3 separate regions of the Mus musculus genome follow, and all the other regions are linked to region 2. The links are chromatin contacts, called in public ChIA-PET maps. All regions are on one chromosome and are shown on one strand. Each heading gives the region's core, a stretch centred on a gene start, on an enhancer-like site or on the middle of the called end of the contact. The rest is flanking DNA. Distances are from core to core; before and after follow the strand shown.

The links. ChIA-PET counts read pairs in DNA pulled down with a chosen protein or histone mark.
Region 1: an RNA polymerase II ChIA-PET map of memory CD8 T cells shows a contact between it and region 2, with 34 read pairs. The contact joins the promoter of Usp19 here to the promoter of Uba7 in region 2. A contact is called at or near these places in 1 of 39 promoter capture datasets (erythroid cells), 2 of 115 datasets of contacts at active chromatin or transcription factors (large pre-B cells and memory CD8 T cells) and 1 of 9 other capture datasets (liver).
Region 3: an RNA polymerase II ChIA-PET map of memory CD8 T cells shows a contact between it and region 2, with 111 read pairs. The contact joins the promoter of Impdh2 here to the promoter of Uba7 in region 2. A contact is called at or near these places in 1 of 39 promoter capture datasets (erythroid cells), 5 of 115 datasets of contacts at active chromatin or transcription factors (bone marrow-derived dendritic cells, bone marrow-derived macrophages, effector CD8 T cells and 2 more) and 3 of 9 other capture datasets (adipose tissue, liver and macrophages).

The regions. Positions count from the first base shown.
Region 1 is chr9:108,488,900-108,493,572 of GRCm38.p6, forward strand. Usp19 (ubiquitin specific peptidase 19) reads left to right here and starts at 1,777. Exons shown (of 27, transcript NM_027804.4): 1 at 1,777-1,996; 2 at 3,572-3,831; 3 at 4,069-4,101; 4 at 4,237-4,365; 5 at 4,451-4,584; 6 at 4,665-4,673. The coding sequence starts at 3,708. Lamb2 (laminin, beta 2) reads left to right here. Exons shown (of 33, transcript NM_008483.3): 29 at 268-475; 30 at 554-695; 31 at 878-1,054; 32 at 1,147-1,306; 33 at 1,385-1,631. The coding sequence ends at 1,521.
Region 2 is chr9:107,972,394-107,977,191 of GRCm38.p6, forward strand. Uba7 (ubiquitin-like modifier activating enzyme 7) reads left to right here and starts at 3,174. Exons shown (of 24, transcript NM_023738.4): 1 at 3,174-3,320; 2 at 3,404-3,572; 3 at 3,662-3,796; 4 at 3,913-4,019; 5 at 4,317-4,407; 6 at 4,511-4,646; 7 at 4,738-4,798. The coding sequence starts at 3,292.
Region 3 is chr9:108,558,578-108,562,778 of GRCm38.p6, forward strand. Impdh2 (inosine monophosphate dehydrogenase 2) reads left to right here and starts at 1,859. Exons shown (of 14, transcript NM_011830.5): 1 at 1,859-2,054; 2 at 2,457-2,505; 3 at 3,020-3,121; 4 at 3,206-3,280; 5 at 3,597-3,803. The coding sequence starts at 1,957. It overlaps Qrich1 (glutamine-rich 1), which reads left to right. Exons shown (of 10, transcript NM_175143.5): 10 at 669-1,590. The coding sequence ends at 861.

The DNA of each region.
Region 1 (4,673 bases), core at 527-3,026, 520 kb after region 2:
ATGTGCTTGCTTCCCTTGTGTCTGTGTGTACTTGAGTCTCGGTGTCTGCAATGGACATGTGTTTATAACCCTATGTCTGGCCCTGAGTCCCTGTCCAGTCAATGTCCCTAAGTCTGTGTCCCTTATATAGTCCCTGTTCCTTGGTTACATCCTTATGCCTGTTAGCAAACTCCTATTGCATGTGCAGTCTGAGACCCCAGAATACCAAGATTGTGTTCCCAAGGTCATGCAGGAGAGACTGTTAAGCCCTTGCCTGTGTCTCCATAGAGGAGGGAGCCGATCCTGACAGTATTGAAATGGTAGCGACTCGGGTGCTAGACATCTCCATCCCGGCCTCACCCGAGCAGATCCAGCGCCTAGCCAGTGAGATTGCAGAACGCGTCCGAAGCCTGGCCGACGTGGACACAATCCTGGCCCATACCATGGGCGACGTGCGTCGGGCTGAACAGCTACTGCAAGATGCGCACCGGGCACGGTCTGACCCCCAAGCCTGGTCCCCATTCCTGAAACCTGGTCCTGATACCTGTAGACCCTGATCTCCCCTCTTCCTCAGGAGCCGGGCCGAGGGTGAGAGACAGAAGGCAGAGACAGTCCAAGCGGCACTGGAGGAGGCTCAGAGGGCACAAGGAGCTGCTCAGGGTGCCATCTGGGGAGCAGTGGTTGACACACAAAACACAGAGCAGACCCTGCAGCGGGTATGACTTCCTTAGGACGAGGTGATGGGCATGTACTAAGGATCTGGCTTGCTTTGTCTGGGACAGGGAGGTCTTACTGTGTAGCCCTGGGCAGCCTGGAAGTTACAGAGATCAACTTGCTTCTCCTTCTCAGTTGCTGGTACTAAAGGTGGATTTGTTAAACCTGGGCCTTTCTGTGGCAGGTCCAGGAGAGGATGGCAGGTGCAGAGAAGTCTCTGAACTCTGCCGGTGAGCGGGCTCGGCAATTAGACGCCCTCCTGGAGGCCCTGAAACTGAAACGGGCAGGAAATAGCCTGGCAGCATCTACAGCGGAAGAAACAGCAGGCAGTGCCCAGAGCCGTGCCAGGGAGGCTGAGAAAGTGGGTTGGGCGAAGCCCTCTGGATGGGGTAGGGGTATTATAGTTAGAATTCCACTGAATTAGTATACCGACCCTGCCTCTTACATCTGCAGCAACTACGGGAACAAGTAGGTGACCAATACCAAACAGTGAGGGCGTTGGCAGAGCGGAAGGCTGAAGGTGTTCTGGCTGCACAAGCCAGGGCAGAACAACTGCGGGATGAGGCTCGGGACCTGTTGCAGGCCGCTCAGGATAAGCTGCAGCGGCTACAGGGTGAGGACCATGGTGGGCGGGAGCTAGAAAGGTGGGCTTGCGTGAGAAAAGACTTGAACTATTTCTTGACCCTTCTAGAGCTGGAGGGCACATATGAGGAGAACGAGCGTGCACTGGAGGGCAAAGCGGCCCAGCTGGATGGGCTGGAAGCCAGGATGCGCAGTGTGCTCCAGGCCATCAACTTGCAGGTCCAGATCTACAACACCTGCCAGTGACCACTCCCTAGGGCCTAGCCTTGTCGCCAAGCACTGTTCTGCACACGATCGTCCGCACATTAAAGAGCTCCTGGCTAGCAAGAGCTTTCAATAAACCTGTGTGAACCTCCTCTGTGTTGTCTGGCCTTTGATGGGAGGGGCGGAGGACCTTTATACACGCCATCAGCTGTAGGCTACCAGCAGAGGCCGAGCACCGGAACCCCTCCTCTTCCTTTCCCGCCCTCCCCAAAGCTGCCCTTCACCAAGAGCTCCCACTCTTGCCGGAAGTGCGTCATCAGCTCGGCACCCCGCCTCCCGTAGCCGTAGCTAGAAGTCGAAACAAAACAAGCGGCTGAAGCAGCGGCGAAGGCGGCGGTGGCGGAGGAGCCGGGACGGGGGAGGGGCGCGCCGGAACCGGAACCGACCCGACGCCGGAACCGGAATCGAGAGCGTGTTGCCAGGGCCCGAAGAGGGCTGGTGGCGGCGGTCTCGCTCGGTGAGTGGTGTGGGCCTCAAGTCGCCGGTTTGGCCGCAGCGGGGGAAGGCCGCAAGGTTGGCCCGGGGCGGGCCTGTTCAAGGTCACGGGCCGTGCCAGCCCCGACATCTCGAGCCTCGCGGCGTGCTCGGCCTACCGATGCCGACCGAGCCGTTATGCTACCCCTGTGGCCGGCCTCTCTGTTTTTAAGAGGATTAGCGGCGAGCGAGGGTGGCTTCCTGGAGGAGGTGGTGGCAGGCCTGGGATTCGGAGGCTGGAGGAGGGCAGCATCCTAGCCGGGGCGTTGGTCTGCGTTCAGTAACTCTGCGCAGCTTCTCTAACCAGCTGGGATCTCCGGATAGTTTCTCTGCCGCTTCGACGGCTTTCAGAGCATGGGGGAGGGATTCCGGCTGTGAATCGGGCCTCGGTGTAAGGAGGAAACGGCGGGTGCTCTGCCCAGAGGCCTGGACGGACTGTCACTAAAGATTCCGCTCATCACTCTTATCGTCCAAGGGTATTTTTATCACCCCACTCTCCCCTAAGGGAACACAGGCTACAGTTCAATCTCCTTCGTCTCGCAAGCCGGGCTTGAGGCTGCCAGGGCTAGTACTAGGTCTACGTTCCATCTCCACCCTCACTAGTTTTGAGAACTTCACTTTGGATGGAGGGAGCCCGAATCCACACACAGGTGGGAAACAGATCAGGCCTCCGTGGCTCAGAGCTGATGATGAAGGAAGGAACCTGGAGACAGGGGTGATGTCTGTTTCGTTGTTAAGCCTATCACCGTGTCTTAAAACTGGAGTCCACTCCTCATTTTTTTTTTTTTCGAGACAGGGTTTCTCTGTGTAGCCCTGGCTGTCCTGGAACTCACTCTGTAGACCAGGCTGGCCTCGAACTCAGAAAATCCGCCTGCCTCTGCCTCCCAAGTGCTGGGATTAAAGGCGTGCGCCACCACCACCCGCCTCCACTCCTAATCTTTAAGGCTGAGGAGAGAGAGATCGATCCTTCTTTAGGTGGAAACAAAAGATCAAGTTTCAGGAGCTGGTTTATGGCAAAAAATAGGAGCCGGCAGGAAGCAGACTAGATGCTTTAGTACCAGAGCCTTTCTGGTTAGTGGCAGCACCTGGGGCCGTTTTCAGCTTCAGAGTCTGCCCTTCTGCTGCTCTGACTATTCCTTGGTCTCCCTCTCTGCTGCCTGACTCCTTCACTCTCTACTTGTCTGGCGGTGACTAAGCAGCCGGCGAGAGTGAAGGAAGCAGAGCAGGCTGCTCAGAGTGCAGACCTGTGGGTTGGAGCCATGGCTCTCATCCAGAGGATGATCCTGGTCCCAGGCCACAACTGCCTTGACCTAGCACTTCCTCAGTGCAGCCTTCCAGCGTTGTGGGTTTCTGTAGATACCCAGGAGGCGTGGCCTGAAGCACTTGCCACTGCTTGAATTATTTATTTCCTCACAGGGTAGCCTCACAGTGCGCATGGCTGCCTCAGCTGGTGAGAATCCTGCCCATTAGGGTTCAGAGAGGCCTGCGTTGCTCAGCCCTTGTAGGCAGGGAGCAGATCACTTGGCCTTGGCAGTGACTCGTGGTCTATTTTCATTAGGCTCTTGGTTCTTTGCTGAAGAATTTGGCCACAAAGAGTTGCCAAGATAGCTGGGCCGGGAAGAAAGCGCCGCAGCCCTGACCCAGACGCTGTTGCCGACTCTGGGCCACTCTGGCTGGCTACCAAGCGGCTCAAGATGTCTGCAGGGGCCAGTGCTACAGGGCCCAGGAGGGGGCCGCCAGGACTGGAAGAGGCCACTAGTAAGAAGAAACAGAAGGATCGAGCAAACCTGGAAAGTAAAGATGGAGATGCTAGGAGAGGTAGGAGGGGCTTTTCCAGAGTGCCTACGGCTTCCCTTATCACTGGACATGCAAGTATTGGGGTGGGGGTGGGGGTCCTGTCTCTTCCTCCTCTATCCTGGTTTGATGGGGAGAAAAAGATCCATGGCAGGCTGGGTAGAACCTGGGCTTTCCACCTGAGAGACGTGGCTAAGATTAATGAGATGGGAGTGTCTGGGGTCTGGCTCACTCATTCCTGTCTGTTCCTTTTGTTGCCAGTGTCCCTTCCTCGAAAGGAACCAACCAAAGATGGTGAGTACTGAGTGCTACGTGAGAGAAAGGAGAATTTAGCTCCCATCTGGAGCGGTAGGCTTGGCTCGTGTACCTGTCTGTCACCATTAGCACCTTGTTGAGACCCCTCTGATCTCTACCCCTCTCTCCCTGTAGAATTGTTGCTCGATTGGAGGCAGAGTGCAGATGAGGTGATTGTTAAGCTGCGCGTGGGAACAGGTCCCGTACGTCTGGAGGATGTAGATGCTGCGTTCACAGACACGGACTGTGTGGTGAGGCTTCCAGGTGCGTCCGTGTACCCCGAGAACAGGGCTACCTTTGAGTGCTCTGATACCCCCACTCCAGGTTACTTTTGCCACTCTTTTTACAGATGGTCGGCAGTGGGGTGGTGTCTTCTTTGCTGAAATACAAAGTTCTTGCACCAAAGTGCAGGCTCGCAAGGGTGGTCTTCTACAGCTAGTACTACCCAAGAAGGTGCCTCTGCTCACGTGGCCCTCTCTCCTGGTATGTTCCAGTTGCGTGTATGGGAGTTGGGGATACCCAATGTATTCAACAGGGCCTAATTGTTATCTCTTTGGCAGAAGAAACCTCTG
Region 2 (4,798 bases), core at 1,924-4,423:
TTGAAAACAGGCTGGCTGCTAGCACATGCAGGCTGGGCTTAGGTGAGTTATCCGCAGTATTCTCTGTATAGTGGGTGACAGCTCCAACCACCAGTGGTGGGAATCTGTAAGTCAGCCTGTAGGTGAGGAACTCAGGAAATTAAAACAAGTGAGGTAGAGAGACAGTGAGTCTCTGATTCCATTTACAGTGTCTAGAACAGGTAAACCTGTAGAGACAATATAAGGCTAGGAGTGGAGACTGTAACTGCCTGCTGCTGACAGTTTCTGTGATAAAAGGAATTTAGAAATATGGCTGTCCCTTCCCTTTGAAAAAAGTATGACCCATAAAGGTACACAGGAAGAAAATGTGTTTGTAGATTAGAAACCTCCGTATTTTTGGTTGGTTTTGGAGTGTGTGTGTGTGAGGGGAGGGTTAGGGTGGACTCATTGTGAAGCTCTGGCTGGCCTGGAACTCCTGGAGATCCACCTGCCTCTGCCTCCCAAATGCAACACATCCCCCAGCGACATCACAGTTTCTAAGAGGTGAACTTTTCCATTTGTGTCAGGTATTTTGTCACAGTGACAGAAAGCTGAGTAACATCAGGTCACAGGGGGGACTACCTCCAGAGGGATGGACATGGTCACTGGGGGACTACCTCCAGAGGGATGGACATGGTCACTGGGGGACTGTCTCTGGAGGGAGGAACATGGTCACAAGGAGGACTGACTGCTTCCAGAGGGATGAACATGGTCCCTGGAGGACTGTCTTCAGAGGGATGGACATGGTCACTGAGGGGCTGTTTCTGGAGGGATGGATGTGGTCACTGGGGGACTGACTGCCTCCAGAGCAGATGAACATGGTCCAAGGGTCCCCTTGAAAGTAAGTTGTTATAAAAAAAGCAAGACTCAAGTGGCAAGCCTGGGTCCATGTGTAGAAGTACAGATTTATATTCACATTGGTATAGAGGTGGAAGTTATTGTCAATCACGATGAGTTCCAGGGCAGCCTGGATTACATGAGATTCCCTCCCTAAAACAAAAACAAACAACAACAGAACTTTGAAAAGCACAGCTGAGTATGTAGCTCTGTTGGTAGAGTGCTTTCCGTGCCCAGCATCACATAATCTTGAGTGTGGCGATGCCATCCCTTTTTAGGAAATAAAGGCAGAAGGGTCAGAAGTTCAAGGGCATCCTTGACTATAATGAGCCAACCTGGACTATGTGGGACCCTGTCCCCAAAAAACAAAAATAGGGACTGGAGAGATGGCTCAGTGGTTAAGGGCACTTGTCGCTCTCCCAGAGGTCCTAGGCTCTGTTTCCAGAACTCACAGCAGCTCACAACCGTCTGTAACTCCAGTTCCAGAGGATTCTACACCCTTTTCTGGCTTCCACAGGCACCAGGTATATGTGGCACATATACACACAGGCAAAACAACCATACGTGCAACATTAAAAACAGATCAAAGCCAGGTGTGGTGGCGCACGTCTTTAATCCCAGCACTTGGGAGGCAGAGGCAGGCGGATTTCTGAGTTCGGGGCCAGCCTGGTCTACAAAGTGAGTTCTAGGACAGCCAGGCCTATACAGAGAAACCCTGTCTCTGTAAAAAACAAAAAAAACAAAAAACAAAAAAAAAAAAAAACAAAAACAAAAAAAAGATCAAAACAACTATGGGGCCAGTGAGACAGTGCAGCAGTTACTCATTGCCAAGTCTGGTGGCCTGTGTTCAGTCCCAAGTACCATCACAAGGTAGTTCCCATGCTTGCTGTAATCATAAAAAATAAAATAAAAGCATCAAGGCTGGGAGTAGCGGCTCGCACCTTTAACTCTGGCACTCAAACACAGACAAGCCCTGTTTATGATTTCAACCTGGTCTGCATAGCAAGTTCCAGACCAGAGCCAGAGCTACATGATGAGACTTTTATAAAGACAAAGCAAGCAAACAAACAACTCAACTGGCTGGTGATGGTGCGTGTCTTTAATGCCAGCACTCAGAGGCAAAGGCAGGGGAATGTCTGAGTTCGAGGACAGCTTGGTTTACACAGAGAAACCTTGTCTTTAAAAAAACAAAAACAACAAAAACAAACAAACAGTAGCAAGATGGATCTAGTGCCTTCGAGCCTGCTGTGGTGACAGCAACTACTTTCTTATTGGAACTGAGCCCACTCCACAGGAGGGAGAGAATTCATGTCTGGTATTATAAACCTGATCCAAAAAAAAAAAAAAAAAAAAAAAAAAAAAACAGTGATTGGGTAGGTCATAGGCCCTCATGGTAGAATGACAGTCATGTTAGTGACCTTAGCGCGGGGCCACTGTGGGCTTTTATCAGAGAGGCTTCCTTTTGTGGAGGGCAGTGGTGCCTGCAGGGACTCATAACCGGTCAGTGTGTAGAGAAGTGACCTGAATGTTCAGCCCTAAAGGAACATCTCGATCTGCTCTAGCCAAGGCTCAGGGAACGCCATGAAAAACAGGACGCGATAGCTTTAGAAGTGGAGGATGGAGTCTTTGCAGAACATGATCTTCTGGCCACAAATGGCTGTTGTGCTCTTGAACTCACAGTAGTTGTGACCTGCACAAGATCTGTACAAAATTTGGGCTTGTGAAGCATCCTATCATGGGAGGAACAGGGACTCATGAGGCCTCGCCCCTCCAGGAGGGTGAGACATTTTCTTTAGTTCTGTAACCACTGATAAGGTGCCCCTGGCTTCCATAAATAACCTCTCGCCCATCCTCTTGTATGAAACGTCTGCAAAACTCACCAAGTCACCAAGAGGAACAGCAAGAGTGGGAGGAGGATAGAGAAGCTAACAGATGAATATGATCAAAATGTACACGTATAAAAGTGCCATAACGAAGCACATTATTATGTGTAATTAATATATGGTGATGGAAAACACACCCACAAATACGCATGAACACAGCAACACCCTGTGTTATTTTCACAACTTATTGTGAGTCTACAGTTATTTCAAAACAAAAGTTTAAAATATATATGTGACACATGTCTTCATTTTGTGGCTGCCTGAGCTTCTCATTTCTCAGGTCTGACTCAGAGAGTCACTGGCCTCTTGTAACACTGGGACTTATCCAAGCGATAAACCCCAGTTGGCCTGCAGAGCACTGATATCTGTCCTCATTCACTGGGAGGACCAGGAACCAACTCAGTCTAGTTTCACTTTTGGTTTCCTGAAATCATAGAGGAAGCAGAAAGAGAGCTGTAACCAGCAGCAACCAGCGCTTTGGGGCCTGTTTGCCTTGTTTTCCTTGCCCCCTCCTGTGAGCCCTACAGCCTCCTCTCCAGCCCCACGACTGAGGATGGATGAAGAGTTATACTCCAGGCAGCTGTAAGTCTCAAGGTGGGATAACCAAGTCGGGTGGCTTCCAGACCTTTGGTCCCCAGCTGCCACCTCCTTCTTCTTAACCACAGGTATGTACTGGGCCTGCCTGCTATGCAGAGGATCCAGGAAGCCAAAGTCTTGCTATGTGGCCTGCAGGGTCTGGGAGCTGAGGTGGCCAAGAACCTAGTCCTTACAGGTGTGGGCAGCCTCACCCTGCATGATCCCCATCCCACCTGCTGGGCTGACTTGGCTGCTCAGGTAAGAGTTCTTGGGGGTCTCTATGCTGCCTCCCAGAGCAGAGGCCAAAGGGGAGTCTCCTTGATCAAGCTGCACTGAGCTGTCCTTAGTGTTTCCTTTCAGAAGAGAGCTTGGGAAGGAACAGGGCTGAGGCCTCTCAGGCGCAATTGGCTCAGCTCAATGAAGCTGTCCAGATCTCCGTCCACAGTGGCGACATCACTGAGGACCTACTGCAGGGTTTTCAGGTGCTTTCCCCAGAGCCACTTTGCATGCTAGCCTAGTACCTCCCTCCTGCCCTTAACGGCAGAGAGAAGGTGGCGAGTGATTCCGGGCCTGCTGATCAATCACGGTGTCCATCTAGGTAGTGGTGCTGACTGACTCCAAGCTGGAAGACCAGCTGAAGGTGGGACCTTTGTGTCACAAGCATGGAGTCCGCTTCCTGATGGCTGAAACCCGGGGCCTTGTGGGGTGAGGAGACTACCTGTGTACCCCACCACATCACTGCCAGCAATTGGTCCTAATGCCTTGCCCAGCCCTTAGCTTGCCCCATCCTCCCCGACTCAGCCTAGAGCTTACAAGGATGCTCTGGACTACAGTCTTGCCCTTGTTTCTCCACCTCAGCATGCAGACCTGCTTTAGTGCACCCTGCATGCCCAAACCAAAGTCTCCACAGCTTTCCTATAATTCCTTCCCCTTTGGGCCTGTCCTAGTGCCCCCTACTCACAACTAATGAGCTTCCTCAGTAACTTCCGCCACCCACACTAGGCGGTTATTCTGTGACTTTGGTGAGGACTTCACAGTTTTGGACCCTACTGAGGTAGAACCCATGACAGCTGCCATCCAGGACATCTCTCAGGTGGGTGCTCAGATGTAGAGGTTTCCCTGATGTCCAGAGAAAGGTGCCAGGGCCCGTGGAAGGTAGGTACAGGCACTCTGAAGACAAGCCATCTCTCACTCAGGGTTTCCCCGGCATTGTCACCCTGAGAGGAGACACCAAAAGACATTCCTTCCACGATGGGGACTTGGTGATTTTCTCAGACATTGAAGGCATGGTTGAACTCAACAGTTGTTCTCCACAGTCTGTCCGTGTGCAGAGTAAGCCAATACCGCTCCAACCATTGCCTCAGCTGTGTGGAAACAAGTTATATTTAGGGGGTCATAACTTATTAGGATGGCTCTCTCACAGAAGACGGGTCCTTGGAGATTGGAGATACGACAACTTTCTCCCGTTACTTGAGAGGTGGGGT
Region 3 (4,201 bases), core at 609-3,108, 580 kb after region 2:
GTCATAGCAGGTTGGTACATCCTCTTCCTATCAATGTCAGAACAGCTTTTGTGGCTATGGGTCTTTGTACTTTCATTAGAATAAAACCTTCAGTGAGTTCGTCACTCTTCTATAAGTGATGAACAATTTCCCAATGCACTTGCATTGCTATTTCATGTCTGCTGCTTGAAAAGCCCATAACCATACTTTACATCCAAGAGTTTTCCCTTTTCTGGACATTACTAGCAGCTCCAATAAAGCATATTTAGATCGCCTACCTTTGTCCTCAGCTATTTCCTCTGTCGCTCTTACCTAGTATCAGTTCTTACATATTTTTATAACATGTCAGGAACCCTGCCCACTTAATTAACATCTGTACCTAATATAAAGCTGACACATGTTCCTTAAATTTTGAGTGGATGAGGGAATGGCTGTGAGACTGTTGGAGCACGCTGAGTACTGAAGAGGTACTGAGTACTGAAGAGGTACTGAGCCCAGAGAAGGTGGTTATTGGCCTTTGCTGCTGAGTTAAAAACAATGTGGGTAAACAGCTGGAGCTAGGTCTTCTAGATGCTTATCTGCTGCCAATGGGATATAGATAGATTTAAGTAGTTCAACCTGAAATTGTTTGGGAGGCTCAAACAGGAAGGGTTAGAATTATGCTATTACTTACTGAAATTCTTCTTCAGCCCTCAGAGTGTGAAAGGCCGAAATGACACCTTTTACCTGACACCTGAGCCAGTTGTAGCTCCCAACAGCCCAATCTGGTACTCAGTCCAGCCTATCAGCAGAGAACAGATGGGACAGATGCTGACCCGGATCCTGGTTATACGAGAAATCCAAGAAGCCATTGCCGTGGCCAATGCAACCACCATGCACTGAGGTGCCTCAGCTATAGGAAAAAAGATCCAGGAAAAACCAGACAGACTTTCACACTAAAGGAGAGGCCTCCACATTTTTTTTTAATTTGTAGTTATGATGCTTTTCAGGCTACTTCTGTTCAAAATGTAAAAGACGATATTGCCCTCTTTGCATCTTCATAAAATGGGCAGACCCCTGGTTCATAGGGATCTGGGTTTTCTGAGAACCTGGTGTCCTAGGAAGTGGTTGGCTTTTTCTTTTCTCTTTTTTTCTTTTGTCTGGGGCGTGGGGAAAGGAACTTGGACTGTATGGAGAGATACAGACCCTTCCCTTCCTCAGGGAAGATGGAGCTGCTGATGCATCAGCCTGTCACTCGGAATCGGCAAACTTTACTGACCACTCAGAGCCACATTTGTTTTTTGTTTTTTGTTTTTTTTTTTTGTAATGCTCAGACATAAACTTAACATCTTGATGGAAGAAGAATAAGGGGAACTTCAATTATGATTTTTATCCAGACAATTTCTATTACACCCTTCTTTATGACAAGTGACATAAAAGTTAAAGTAAAAACTTTACCATGCGCTTTTTTTTTTTTTTGGCCTAACATTGAGGCCTTAAAAATGAGGCTCCTGTGCCTGATGGAATTCTTGTAACATACACTTGTGTATCATATAAAGATACCACTCTTTCTCTTATGTATTCTTATTCTAGTTGTTTATTAAGAATGACAAGCACGTCTTTTCAACAAGCTACTGGAGAACGTGTCTTTATTTGGGGGAGGAGCTCTGCGGGGGCGGGGGAGTGGAAACAAAACTTAATTGAATGGGCCTGGATCCTGCTGTGGTGGGATGCGGGGAGGGGTGGGACAGGAAACAGGCCTTTGGCCTTGGGCCTGTGAGCTCGATAAGCACGTGGTTACCCAGCTCTGCCAGCTCCGCCTCTATACGGGGCGTGGCCCTCAGTACGCACGCCCTACGCCTGGCGTCATCGACGCACGCAACGTGTGACGGAATAATCTAGTTTATATTGGCGCGGTCCGGACGGCAGAGGCCTCTGCGGCGCGGTCCTCGGAGCGGCGCGGTTCTCGGAGCCACGCGTCTGTCTTCCTCCGTGGTCATGGCGGACTACCTGATTAGCGGAGGCACCTCTTACGTGCCGGACGACGGGCTCACAGCGCAGCAGCTCTTCAACTGCGGGGACGGCCTCACCTACAAGTGCGGGTCTAGGGCACCCATCGGGGCGAGGCGAGGGGCCGCACGCTGGCGAGAAGGCCGGATGAGGGAGGGCTTCATTGAAACTGGTGGGAGCGGATGGGGAACAGAATCCGGGAATTCCTTATCGCCGAAGACTAACTTCGACATATGTGAAGCAGGGGCAGGGGTTTAGAGGGTGATTTCAATAGTATTTAATACTTGAGTCGTGAGACACAGTTCTCTGGATATGTGGAATATGTTAGCGTGCACTAATGACACCTCGGTGGCATCCACCCAGTGACATTTTGCCTGTGTCACACTTGCTGGTACAACTCCCTGCTCAAGAGTTTTATGGGATGATATATGGAGTTGAAGTTTCTTGGTGTCACAAGCCTGAGAGACCTGCTTATTTCCCTCCTACAGTGATTTTCTCATTCTTCCTGGGTATATCGACTTCACTGCAGATCAGGTGGTGAGTAATAAGGCACTGGATTTTTGGTTTGGGGGGTTCCTTTTTTTTTTTTTTTTTTTTCTGAGACAGGGTTTCTCTGTATAGCCCTGGCTGTCCTGGAACTCACTCTGTAGACCAGGCTGGCCTTGAACTCAGAAATCCGCCTGCCTCTGCCTCCCAAGTGCTGGGATTAAAGGCGTGCGCTACTTCTGCCTGGCTCTATTTTGTTTTTGAGACAGCCTGCCTACATTACTTTGGCTGTTCCAGAAGTGGTTTTGTTGACCCTAATTATTAGTGTCAACGCTCAGTCTTGTTTCTGAGTGGGTACTGTTATTACAGTAGGCATGTGCCCCTGTACCCACTCTAGGAACTGGATTGGTAAATATCTAGGAGGGGTAAGATGCTGCTGTTCGTTACTGTGAGCTTACTGCACCAGGCTAGGCTTTGTGGTGAACATGGCAGCTCACCCAGGGCTCCTGGGATGGACCCTGAGGAATAAGCTGTATTTTCCTTTGCTGGTCCTTTTTCTCCTCAGGACTTGACGTCTGCTCTAACTAAGAAGATTACACTAAAGACCCCATTGGTTTCCTCACCCATGGACACTGTCACAGAGGCTGGAATGGCCATCGCGATGGCGGTAAGGCTTGAGCGCCATGGGTGCCATCTTATAGCCAAAGATTGTGTTTCTGTTTTATCACTTACTTGTGTGTTCGTCTTGTAGCTTACAGGAGGTATTGGTTTCATCCACCACAACTGCACACCTGAATTCCAGGCCAATGAAGTTCGGAAAGTGAAGGTTAGAAGGCCAAGCATCATGGCCAAGAGTTGCTGGGAATTAGAGGCGTGGGGTGGAAGTGGAGGGTTTGTTTTGCTAAGCGTCCTTTCTCCTGCTGTGAGCTTCAGCTACTGAGGAGGAAGACCCAAGACCCCATTTCTTAGCTAGAGCACGCACGGTGCTTCCAGACCCCCTATGTCCATGTTTGAGCATTTCATTTCATTTGTTTCCGTGGCTCTGCTATACAGGACACTTAGGCATGGACCTCATCCTTTAGAACAGGGGCCTGATGACAGTGATATCAAAGATACAGTGACCTTCTCACCATTCCTTCCAGAAATACGAACAGGGATTCATCACTGACCCCGTGGTCCTTAGCCCCAAGGATCGTGTACGCGATGTTTTTGAGGCCAAAGCCAGGCATGGCTTCTGTGGTATCCCCATCACAGATACAGGCCGGATGGGGAGTCGATTGGTGGGCATCATCTCCTCAAGGGACATTGATTTCCTCAAGGAGGAAGAGCATGACCGGTTCTTGGAAGAGGTGGGTGCCACTGGCTGAGGAGAAACTAAGGTCTAAGCCCAGACTGGAGGAAGCATGCAGTTTCTTTTTACTTCTATGACACTGCTGACAGTCTCATTTCCTGTCCAAGGAAAATGCTCAGCTATGTTTCTTACTACTTCATGTGATCCCTGCATCCATCCCTTCTTCCTGCTGTGCCTCTGCTGTCTACATGTCTGTAACGTTTGTGCTTCCTTTCTTCGCCATGCTCTTGTGTGGTCCTCTCTAGAGAGGCTGCTCCTGCTGCTGTGTTCTCCATAACTACTGGCTGCCTCTCAGGAGGGGCGGCTCTGGTCATGTATGTGATCGTGGTGGTCTTTTGATAGTATAGTTTGACCTATGGGTAAAGGAGGGTCCTGGTCTGACTGGCCTTTGCCTCT